Linked DNA regions of Mus musculus: region 1 is linked to region 2. A link is a contact called in public capture Hi-C data. All regions are on one chromosome and are shown on one strand. The core of a region is the stretch at or near the end of the contact, and the rest is flanking DNA. Distances in the headings are between cores, read along the strand shown.

Region 1 (5,589 bases), core at 1,691-4,190, 540 kb before region 2:
CAGAGAAAGTCTGCAGGCAGCCACGTGCTGCAGGGTTGAGGAGGAGGCTGAAGCCAGACAGAATACTGAGACCATCCTCGTTAATATTATTTATAAGACATTTAAGCACATTTTCAATACTTTTCTTTACCTTCTAAGGAAGTCTTGCAAGACTCTTCCGACTCCTCAGACCTGTTTGAGGTGTGTTGTGTAGTGAGGAAAGGAGAACATGGACAGATCCCGGGAGTTTGTATGTCTGTTACTTAGTTGTCTTTTTCTGTTGGCTTCCACTTCTTTTTTTTTTTTTTTGGTTTTTGGTTTTTGGTTTTTTCGAGACAGGGTTTCTCTGTGTAGCCCTGGCTGTCCTGGAACTCACTCTGTAGACCAGGTTGGCCTCGAACTCAGAAATCCACCTGCCTCTGCCTCCCAAGTGCTGGGATTAAAGGCGTGCACCACCACACTCAGCCTGGCTTCCACTTCTATATGTGTTGTGAATATATATACTGTATCTTTTGGTGGTTTGAATTCTTTTTCTTTTTTAAAGTATTTTTTGTTGGCTGATTTAGTTGTATAGATTTGAACCTGATTCAAAGAGATTCTGAGTTTTGTTGAATGCAATGAAAATATGTGATATAATAAAAATTATGAGACTTAGAAAAACAAGTTAAATGCTGTCTCACTCCGAAAGAGAAGAACCAAGGCATAAGACACATCATGCTCAATCAAAGCCTAAGTCCTGCATTGTACCTCTTGATTCTGGAGCTCGCTGTCTGGCATCTGGAGCTCACTCGCGATCTCCTGGGCTCTGCCATCCATGAACACCCACAGCTTGTCTTGTAGGCTGAGGCCAGCTCCACTCCACTCCTGCTGCGGTCCCTCGTGGTCACCTCATGGTCCTGGCATCCCCAGGATACTGGGATCTCCTCTGCAGCTGAGGCTGTACCTTCACCAGTGTCCTCTCCTGGCCTCTGACAGTGCCAAACTTGTTTCTTCCCATGGCCCTTCAGCCCTGGCATTTCCATTGCAACAGAGGCTGCACCGTCACCAGCGGCCTCTCTTGGGTCTCAGTGCCAAGCCTTAGCTGTTGCTTCAGACACTTACGTAAACGTTGTTTACCCTGTTGATGTGCAGCCTTGGCTCCCCCACTGGGCCCCAGCCTCCGTGTGCTGACCCTGAGGAAGTGCCCCCAGAAGATCTGATCTCCACGATGCTGGTCTTTGGTTAATCAGAGCTAATCTTGAAGCCCATGCTCATCCTCACTGCTTGTCCTGGTAAAGCTGAGGTTTTACTTCCGCAGTGTTCTTCCTAAACTCTGCTTTCTCTTTGGCAAGGAGGGCCAGGTGATGATCTCACTGCCTGAGAGCTGTCTGCTCACCACGGACACTGTGATTCGAAGCTCCCTAGGGCCCTACATTAAGAAGTAAGTGACCACACCTCACACCTGGTGTCTGCCAGTGCTGCTCACAGCCCACGTCGGCAGCACAGGGCGTGAGGACCCAGCTCTCGGCTAGCCGAGAAATACTTAGTACGATTGAAGGTTTATTCTCTTCCAGGGTTGTTCTTGGTTCAGTGTGAACTGTGTTTCCAAGGTTTTCCAGGCTGCCTAGGATGTGGTGCTCACCCTGTCCCCTATTTACTAGAAAGTGAGCATGGGATGGGATGGTGTACGTGACAATGGTGTGGCTGTTTCCTTCTACCCTAGAAAGCTTGGCAGATGCTAGGCCACTGTCCCAGGTTCACCCTGTTGTACCAGCTTGGCTTCTTCACCTTTGAACAGATTTGACCTTAGGGCAGAGCTTTAGTTAGGAATGGGGGAGGGTAGGTGCTGTAGGTTGAGAGCCACGTCCTGGGCATGTGGTGGTGAGCCTTGCTTTCAGAGCATCCCTGAAGTCAGAGGAGGGAGAGCCTCAGCAGAAATTATTTCTACGTTGGGTTCAAAGATGGTGCTGACCCTTAACCCAAGTGGATACCCCTCCACCTGCTCTCTATGAACCCCGTTACCGCCAGCTCTCTATAGGCCCCTCCCCCGGCTCTCTATGAACCCCATTACCCCTCAGCTCTCTATAGGCTCCTCCCCTGGCTCTCTATGAACCCCATTACCCCCCCTCTCTATAGGCCCCTCCCCCGGCTCTCTATGAACCCCATTACCCCCCCTCTATAGGCTCCTCCCCCGGCTCTCTATGAACCCCATTACCCCCCCCCTCTATAGGCCCCTCCCCCGGCTCTCTATGAACCCCATTACCCCCCCTCTCGATAGGCCCCTCCCCCGGCTCTCTATGAACCCCATTACCCCCCTCTCTATAGGCTCCTCCCCCGGCTCTCTATGAACCCCATTACCCCCCCTCTCTATAGGCCCCTCCCCCGGCTCTCTATGAACCCTGTACCCCTGGCTCTCTATGTGCCTGTGCAAAGTGAAGATGCTCTCTGGCCCTTATTCTCTGAGTCACTCAGATCGCAGTACAGTGTGTGGTAACATGGGAATTTGGGCTTCGAAGAATAACGGTAATGTTTCTGAGTCTGTTTGTGCCTTAGGGACTGAATTATGAGTAATTATTCAGCAGCTACATGATTTGTATTAGAACCTGGGAGTTTCGGATTCCACAGTTCTGTCTTGGTGGTGCCGTCCAGTAGAACCCCCAGCAAAGGTGTGGCTGCTTTGTTCTGCACTGTCCAGGAGCCACAGATGCCTGTGCAGTGACTGGAATGGGAATGTGCCTTGTGTTACTAAACAATGATTCCTTTTGGTTTGGTTTTTTTTTTTTTTTTTTTTTTTTTGGTTTTTCGAGACAGGGTTTCTCTGTGTAGCCCTGGCTGTGCTGAAACTCACACTGTACACCAGGCTGTCCTCGAACTCAGAAATCCGCCCGCCTCTGCCTCCCGAGTGCTGGGATTAAGGGCGTGCGCCACCACACCCGGCAAAGAATGAGTAGTAGTTTAAATTGAAATAGTTACTTGAGCCAGCATTCACTGTGTTGGCTGGCGTGGCTCTGTCCTTCTACCCTCTGTACCCTGTGTTATTTACCCTGTGTTATTTACCCTGTGTTATTTACCCTGTGTTATTTACCCTGTGTTATTTACCCTGTGTTATTTACCCTGTGTTATTTACCCTGTGTTATTTACCTTTACACGGTAAAACTCAGAAGCCTTCAGCAGGAGAACCAGGCTGGAAACAAGGTGTTGGGTTTTTAAACGGGAGTGAATCTTACCTGCTAGTCACGGAAGTGGCGGCTCGGGAGAGGCACGGCCCTAGGAAAGATGCCTGTGTCTTGGAGAGTTGACAGTTTGAACACAGCCCCTCTGAGGCAGACGACATTGTGAGAGTCCACACTTTAACTCTTCCCATCTGTCTCCTCATTTCACCAGGTGGAAGCCTCCTGTGTCTCCTCTGCTGGCCTTGTGTACTTTCTTAGTCTCAGAAAAGCATGCCGGCTGTCGGTCCCTCTGGAAGTCTTACCTGGACATCTTACCCAAGTCATACACCTGCCCGGTGTGTTTGGAGCCGGAAGTGGTAGATCTTCTTCCCAGCCCTTTAAAGGCGAAGGCGGAAGAGCAGAGAGCCCGAGTGCAGGACCTGTTTACCTCCGCTAGAGGCTTCTTCTCTACCCTGCAGCCTCTGTTTGCAGAGCCTGTGGACAGCGTTTTCAGCTACCGAGCCTTCCTGTGGGCCTGGTGCACGGTGAACACCAGGGCTGTGTACCTGAGGTCCAGGAGGCAGGAGTGCCTTTCCGCAGAGCCGGACACGTGTGCGCTTGCTCCGTTCCTGGACCTGCTGAATCACAGCCCACATGTGCAGGTGAGAGGGCGGCATGGAGACAGGTCCTGCCGTTACAGAAGCCTGCCATGTAGGGACAAGGGTTCTGAGTCAAGGATGGAATGGTAGTGGAGGTGTAGCCTGCTTCAGGTGGATGTGCCGGGCCACCGCCTTCATGCTGCCCTGTCGTCATTCTAGCAAATGTCTGCTGAGCTTCTGCACTGCGCTGCCCTCCAGGCCTGCGGGCCCTGTGCTGAGCCAGGCCTTTCCCCGATCCAGGCAGTGACACTGGGCACACAGAGCATGTGAGGCTGGACACAGGGACTCAGTCATTCCCCAGCAGCCTCACTTGGATTTTATTGCTGTTTGTGGACATTTGTGGACCTTGGTGATTCTATAGATGACCATAGAAAGCCCCAGCCATAGTTGGTGGGAGCCTGAGGGTCCTGAGCTACAAAAGACCTTTCTTACCTTAAAGAACTATTAACAAATAACAGCCAGTGATCAAGACCACAGTTGGTGGAGCCTTTGCAACTGCTAACAACAGTCTTAGTACTGCCATAGTTTCTTCTCTTAGGCTGTTTGTGACAGATCAACTCCCAACAGATGTCACGCTTGGTCATTTTCAGAGTCCATGACTGGAGTTCCTCCCTCACCTGGGTAAGGGCGAGATGGAGGAGGGAACAGGCTGAAGTGCAGGAGTCGGATTCTCTGTCCGTGGGAGTCTCCCTGCTGAGCGTGTCACACTGCCTCGTACTGAAATTACCATGGTGGCTTGATGAGCCTTTAGGCCTGCGCTAACAAGAGGACTCTCATACCTTCTCCTGTAGGTAAAAGCGGCGTTTAACGAGAAAACCAGGTGCTATGAGATTAGAACAGCCTCGCGCTGTAGGAAGCACCAGGAGGTGTTCATCTGCTACGGCCCCCATGATAACCAGAGGCTGCTCCTGGAGTATGGCTTTGTCTCCGTCCGCAATCCTCACGCCTGCGTTCCTGTCTCGGCAGGTTGGACTGGCTGATAGTGGTTATTTCCCGTTCTAATGGAAAGAGCTGTCCTAGGCAACATTCAGTTTCTCAGGCAGAGCCTGCCTGCGCTTCCTGAGTGGAATTTCTTTGTTGAAGTAAAATCAGCACAACTGATTGATACTGATTGATCGGTTCATCCGGGTCATGAACCAGGACGGTGGAGTGGGAAGAGAGCTGCTTAGCGGATGAGTGTGAGTGTCACGGCTGGGAGGAAGCAGGCATCTTTGTTCTGAGGCGTCATTGTTGCTGCAGAGGGAGTAAGCCTGTCGTGAGTGGAAACTTACTCAGCACTCAGGTAGAAGAAGCAGCTAAGCCCTGAGCAAGCCGCCAGAGGCTTCAGTGCCCGGCTTATGTTCATCTGTGTAGGCTGGGACGAGTATAGTATAGTAACTCTCAGGAGACACTGTCTGCCTTCGTAAGGCAGAATATCAAGTATGCTTCCTAGAGACACAAGAGCCAGAGCTGGGGCAGCGAGATGGGACGGGCCAGTGGGTGGAGGAGGGGCTTGCCGTAAAGCTTGGTGACCCGAGTTCAGGCCTCAGGACGTCCAGGGTGGAAGGAGAGAACTGGCTCCGGTAATTTGCCCTCTGCCCTTCCGTATGTATGTGGTACACTGACAACACATGATAAATGCATGCAGGGATTTCTCTGTAAAGAAAAGTGTGAGTGGGGACTTGTCCAGTGAGTTAGGAAGCCGGCTGGCTTTGAGATTGGCCTGTTCTGAGTCCTTGTAGTTGTCTTGTGGTGGCTCTGACTGTAAGCAGTTCATGTGTGTCTTAGTCAGGGTTTCTATTCCTGCACAAAACGTCATGACCAAGAAAAGAAGCAAGTTG
Region 2 (5,405 bases), core at 1,869-4,368:
GGCTTGGGCTCCATTCGCAGAGAAGAGTCTCCACTTCTGTTATCCTCCAGTGTCAATCTGGAGCCTGTGACATTGTGAATCTCTTGTTTGTCTTTTCACTGAAGGAGAAAAGCCACCCTTGTTTATAATTTGTGGGTTATTTGAATATAATGACATTGCAGGCATAGTTACAGGAAATACTTTCTTGCAGTTATTTTGTTATGTCTCAATTCTGCACAGTGTTCAGCCAAGGAAACTGGGAAAACAAATGTTACCAGCTCAAAAAAAGAAAATTGAAGACAGAAGTATTCTCAGAACCCACTGTCTGCTACCAGTGGGAGCCTGACAGTGGAACATGACTCCAGAGTAGAGAGGGGCAGAAGAATACGCTCTCAGGGTTATTGTGTAACTAACTTCTTGATCTAAAAAAAAAAACATTAATTTTTTATTACAATCATTTACCATGTGTAAAAATGAAGATAACTGATTTTTACTTACCTGTATAAATAGCTGGCAATTTTGCCTCATGGAAAATAGCATATAGTGTGAATCCTATGATTTATTCGTGGCAGAGAATTGAGCAAATGTGTTTAATTAAAGATTAAGAACAAAAGCACTCATTCAAATGTGTTACAGTTTGACTACCTTCTCTAAAATTACTTGCATTATCACAATAATAAAATGTTTGGCAACTGGGTAAAAGTCCTCTCCAATGTCCCTGCTCCTATTCCGATCCATTAGCTGACCTGAGAGAGTTTGAAGATATCAGAGATATGTATTTTTACATGTCGGTCAGAATTTGCAGTTCAAGGTTAGCAGGGCTAATGGTAAGACCCTATCTCATGAAAGCTCAATGCTATAGACAGTCAGACAGACAGACAGACAGGCGGGTGGGTGGGTTGAGTGGTTGGGTAAGTAGGTAAGTGGATGGGCAGATGGGTGGATGGATGGGTGAGTGGATGAATGGATAGTGATAGATAGATGGATAGATAGATATCCTGATTGGCAAGCCAGTTCCCCATACTTTCTTGCCAGCACACTGTCAGTGTTGGGGCCTCTCTACACTTGTGCTTACCTTGGCAATTCAGGAGTGCAGCTCTTCTTGGCTTGCATGGACTTTCCTAGAAGACATTGCAGCCCAAGGATGTGGCAACGTGTACCTTTGTGACTGGCCTTTCATGTACAGCATCACTCAGAGGGGAAAGGCGGTGTTGAGATCCATGTTAGGATAAGCTTTTGTTTGACTCTCTCTGTCTCTCTGTCTGTCTGTCTCTCTCTGCCTGTCTGTCTCTCTGTCTGTGTCTCTGTCTCTGTGTGTGTGTGTGTGTGTGTGTGTGTGTGTGTGTGTGTGTGTGTGAGAGAGAGAGAGAGAGAGAGAGAGAGAGAGAATATGTGTGTGGTAGGGGGAGAGTCAGCTTGCAGCTGGGTATGCAGGTGTGTTCACCTGTGAAGGCACATGTGCAGGCCAGAGTAGGGCTATCTTCCTCAATCACTTTTCTGTTATTTAAAATATCTTTCAGTGACCTGAAGATGGAGAGTTTGGTTAGGATGATGGTCAGCAAAGCCCTGGGATTTACATGTCTCTGCCCTGAGAACCAGGGTTTCAGGCACGGGCATAGAACTGTACCTGGCTTCTTCACATGGCTGCTGGGGGGGTGGTGTCCCACACTCATTCACATCTCCATGCTTGCTGCATGAGCACCTCACCTACTGAGACATTATACATTTGTGATTTTTAAAGGATGATGATGAACTGTCTTTATATTCACTAACGACCATTATAAAAACTGCCATTTAAAAATGCCATTCCAGGGACTGGAGAGAGATGGTTCAGCGGTTAAGAGCATTGACTGCTCTTCCAGGAGTCCTGAGTTCAATTCCCAGCAACCACATGGTGGCTCACAACCATCTGTAATGGGATTTGAGGCCCTCTTCTGGTGTGTCTGAAGACAGCAACAGTGTACTCATATAAATAAATCTTTAAAAATAAAATAAAATAAAATATGCCATTCCATTACCAACAAAAAAGGTGACTTCTTGACTCAGGTCAGGGGCAGGTACCTTCCAAAATGTTAGGTAAAACAATACACAACATCAGAATTAGAATGTTAAATTTCACGGTGTCTGCACCACTATGGTTTTCTGAACAATCTAATTGAGCAAAATAAGGTAAAAGGTTACATTTACTTTATCTTTAGGAATATAACGTTATCAAAGAATTTTATTATAAAACAGATCTCTGGAGATGTGGACAGAGCTAGATTCTTTAATTCCTTCTCTTTAAATTAGCAGTCTAGTGAGGATTTGAAAAGACGGTGCAGCTGTATGTTTGAGGGAGTCAGAAGTGGGAAACACAAAGAAGGCTTTAGTTCAGTGTAAACTTTGTACACTCCTGCAGCTCAAGTGTGAAAAGTGCAAATCCGTCATTTCGGAGATGAAGAAGGGAATTCCACAGAAGCTGCAGACGTGTGTGCAGCACGGGGGAACTGAATGGGAAATTAAGGCAGATTAGTGACCGATCACTGTGAAGTAGACTCGGTCTGCACGTATGTGTTCGCAGAATAAATTAGAACTGCTGTTGCGGCCATCTTGGAGGGTGGGGACAAAGCAGTAAGGGGTGCATGTGCACATTCTGATGGAGTGTCCCAAAGTGCCACACACCGGCTCAGTGTCTCTGAAGGTCAGAAATCTGGCTGACTCACAAGCTCAGGGACACTGACAAAGCTACCAGCCAAGTGTCATGTGGGTTGGACACACCTGAAGGTTCAACCAAGAATAGATCTACTTTGAAGGCATTTATAGGAGGACGCCTGGCCACCCTCAGTCCTGCCAGGTGGCCTGTTCATTAGGCAATCAGCAATTCCATCCTGGGCTTCCGTCTGAGCCAGTAACAGATGAGTAACAGTCCTCCTATGTCTTTATAGCCTCTTCTTCTGTTGCCTTTCCTGTTTTTCTGTGTTTTTATAACGTTTTATTTGTTACTTTTTGGTTTTATTTTGTTACTATTCATCAGAAGCATGTTGGGGGTGGGGGAGACTCTCACTGGGGCGAGAGAGAACCTAGAACAGCTCCAGCCTCAGGGATCTGGGGAAGGCATTTTGTAAGCCAGCTTTAGTTGGTTCAGGAACAAAGTGGAAGGTCAGAGGTCATTACCTTATAAAACCAAGACTGCTCTTGTTGAGCACAGGGCCGTCTATACAGACGCTGTAAGCAGGAGAACGGAGGGAGGCTTGGAAGCCACCTCAGGACAAATGGTGACATGGCATGCTATGAGTCCAGCTTCTACAAAAGCCTTGAGAGCTGGGTCCTCAGTGCCACCATTTTCAGGAAAGGAAATTGAGGCTCTTTGAAGTGGCTTTAGGCCATGCAGTTTACAATGACTTTGCACACCCCACACAAGGGCATCAGAAGTAGAGGGAATTCTTTACAATTTATCTTTCTTTCAGCCATGTTTTTACTTTAACTTGCCACTGAAGTAGATTATTAAAAGAACCCGTTTTCTTTTTTAATTGCTAAAATAATGTATGCTTATTTTAGAAAATAAATCACAGAGAATGGAAGTGGAGAAGGACATAGAGTACTCAAGCTGCTTAAACTGGTGATGCTCCCATTGTCAGAGCAGGGTGTGGCCAACAATGCCAAGGCCAAGTCTGTTTCCATGGCAACCAAATACAAACAAAGGAGCTTGCAAGTCCAGAGGGACCAGCTAGATCTTGTTGATTGAACATTCCACTGGACAGGTTTCTGGATAAGGGGGACAATAATGTAGTAGGTGAAGATGACATCAAGGTGACATTCAATGGCTCAAGGTGAATGGCTCCTTCCTTATAATCCAGTTATTTCATAGCTTCTTATGCAAAGTTGTCTATTCAAATGTTAGCTAACAATTGTGACTAGTTTTACCAATAGAAATGTCACGGTGGCCATTGTAGAGATGGCTGGCATATTTGGGTTTCTGGGTGAGCTAGGTGGTGTACAGAGATCCCAGTTACATGTGTGTGATGGTAGGTAACATGTTAATAAAAGCACATGTGCAGAGCAGTCAACAGAGGCCAGATACTGTGTGAAGGATGTAGCACACACATTTGCTCATCAAATCCGCAGAACAAGTTCATGAGGAAAATACAGCCATCGGTGCTGTGATTTGCATTTTATGCCAGTGGAAAGATGGACAGTATTGATTGATTTCCTGGGGCTATCATTACAGCAGTTCAAACTAGGTGTCAAGTCACCACTAAGTCCAAGAAACTGGGTTCCTGAAAACAGCAGGACTGTGTATGTCAAAGTTTGAGAAGCTAGGCATCTCAGGACAGGTAAGGACAGGGCCATGTTTCCTCTGAGATCCCCCTCCCTGCTCTTCTTACTTTTCCAGGAGTGAACAGGAACTTTTGCAATTCTTGGTCTATATTGTGCCTCTACAGCCTCGGCCTCTGGAGTCACATGATAGTCTTCTCTAGGTGGCTTTGTGGTCATGCGACTTTCTCCTCTCTGTGTCTATATACAAAACTCCTTCTCCTTGTTTCAGGCCATCATTATATGATGGGTGAGGATGATGGTCAGCCTTAATGACCTCACCTGAAATTGATGACATCTGCATAGGCTTTATTCCCAAGTAAAACTACACACAGGTGTTAGTGCCAAAGACTTGAGTCTGTCTCTTTGGTGGACATAATAAAGGTGCAACCGTTGCCTACATAGTAAATGACGAAGCCAAAATGCATATCCGCATGTGTCTGGCTTTCCAGTCCCTCTGTACTCTAGCCAGCACTGTCTACTGCTTTAATCGGCCTTAGACAGCACTTACCAGGATCTGATTTCTAGACTTGACACATCTTCTTTCTACTTAAGAGCTTCCAACAAACTGATTTTCTCCTAATTTATTTACAAGCAATGTTGTAGATGAGAACATTATTCAGAGTCTCTTGTCCAGTTAGGCTAAGCTGTGCAATTGGCAGAGATCCTTCGCTAAGATAAAGAGCCACTTAATTTTTCCTAGACTAATCTCCATGTTTTAATTCTTAATTAATTAGTTCTGATTGCCAAGATTGGTGGGGAATTGCTTCATGTTACCCTACTGTGGGCTATCCTTGTGCAAGGCCTTTCATTTGTTTCCTTGTGTAAATGTGACTATAAAAAAAAATATTTCCGACTTCTGAAGACGGCCAGGCAGAGGGGTGGGGAGTCTGGGAGCAGAAAAAGAGAACAAGGAGAGAGCCAGGCTGTTCTTTTCTGGCATGAATGAGGCCAGAATAGGCAGAGTCGGGGTGGCAGAAGAATGGGAGGAAACAGGTGAAGGACGTTACCCAAAGACTGGGGCACTGGAGCAAACATCTCAGTTTAAGCATTGAGATTGTGACCTAACACATATTCCAATTTCAACCCCAAGTAATGCCCATATAGCTTGTGAAAGACAGTAAGTTATATAA

Evidence for each region. Capture Hi-C pulls out chosen DNA fragments and counts their contacts.
Region 1: a capture Hi-C map of embryonic stem cells shows a contact between it and region 2, with 4 times the contacts expected there. The contact joins two enhancer-like sites. A contact is called at or near these places in 1 of 115 datasets of contacts at active chromatin or transcription factors (bone marrow-derived macrophages) and 3 of 9 other capture datasets (adipose tissue, embryonic stem cells and liver).

What each region holds. Positions count from the first base shown.
Region 1 is chr16:93,589,057-93,594,645 of GRCm38.p6, reverse strand. It overlaps Setd4 (SET domain containing 4), which reads left to right. Exons shown (of 12, transcript NM_145482.3): 6 at 1,311-1,399; 7 at 3,343-3,772; 8 at 4,561-4,735. Among named protein-coding and RNA genes, the nearest start is that of Setd4, 12 kb to the left of the region's middle. Within about 2 kb of position 2,940, at least 27 of the 459 cell types and tissues checked have an H3K27ac peak or open chromatin away from gene starts, as enhancers often do. A contact at or near this core is called in embryonic stem cells, where this site is marked.
Region 2 is chr16:93,045,989-93,051,393 of GRCm38.p6, reverse strand. No RefSeq gene overlaps it. Among named protein-coding and RNA genes, the nearest start is that of Gm30474, 83 kb to the left of the region's middle. Within about 2 kb of position 3,118, at least 9 of the 459 cell types and tissues checked have an H3K27ac peak or open chromatin away from gene starts, as enhancers often do. A contact at or near this core is called in embryonic stem cells, where this site is marked.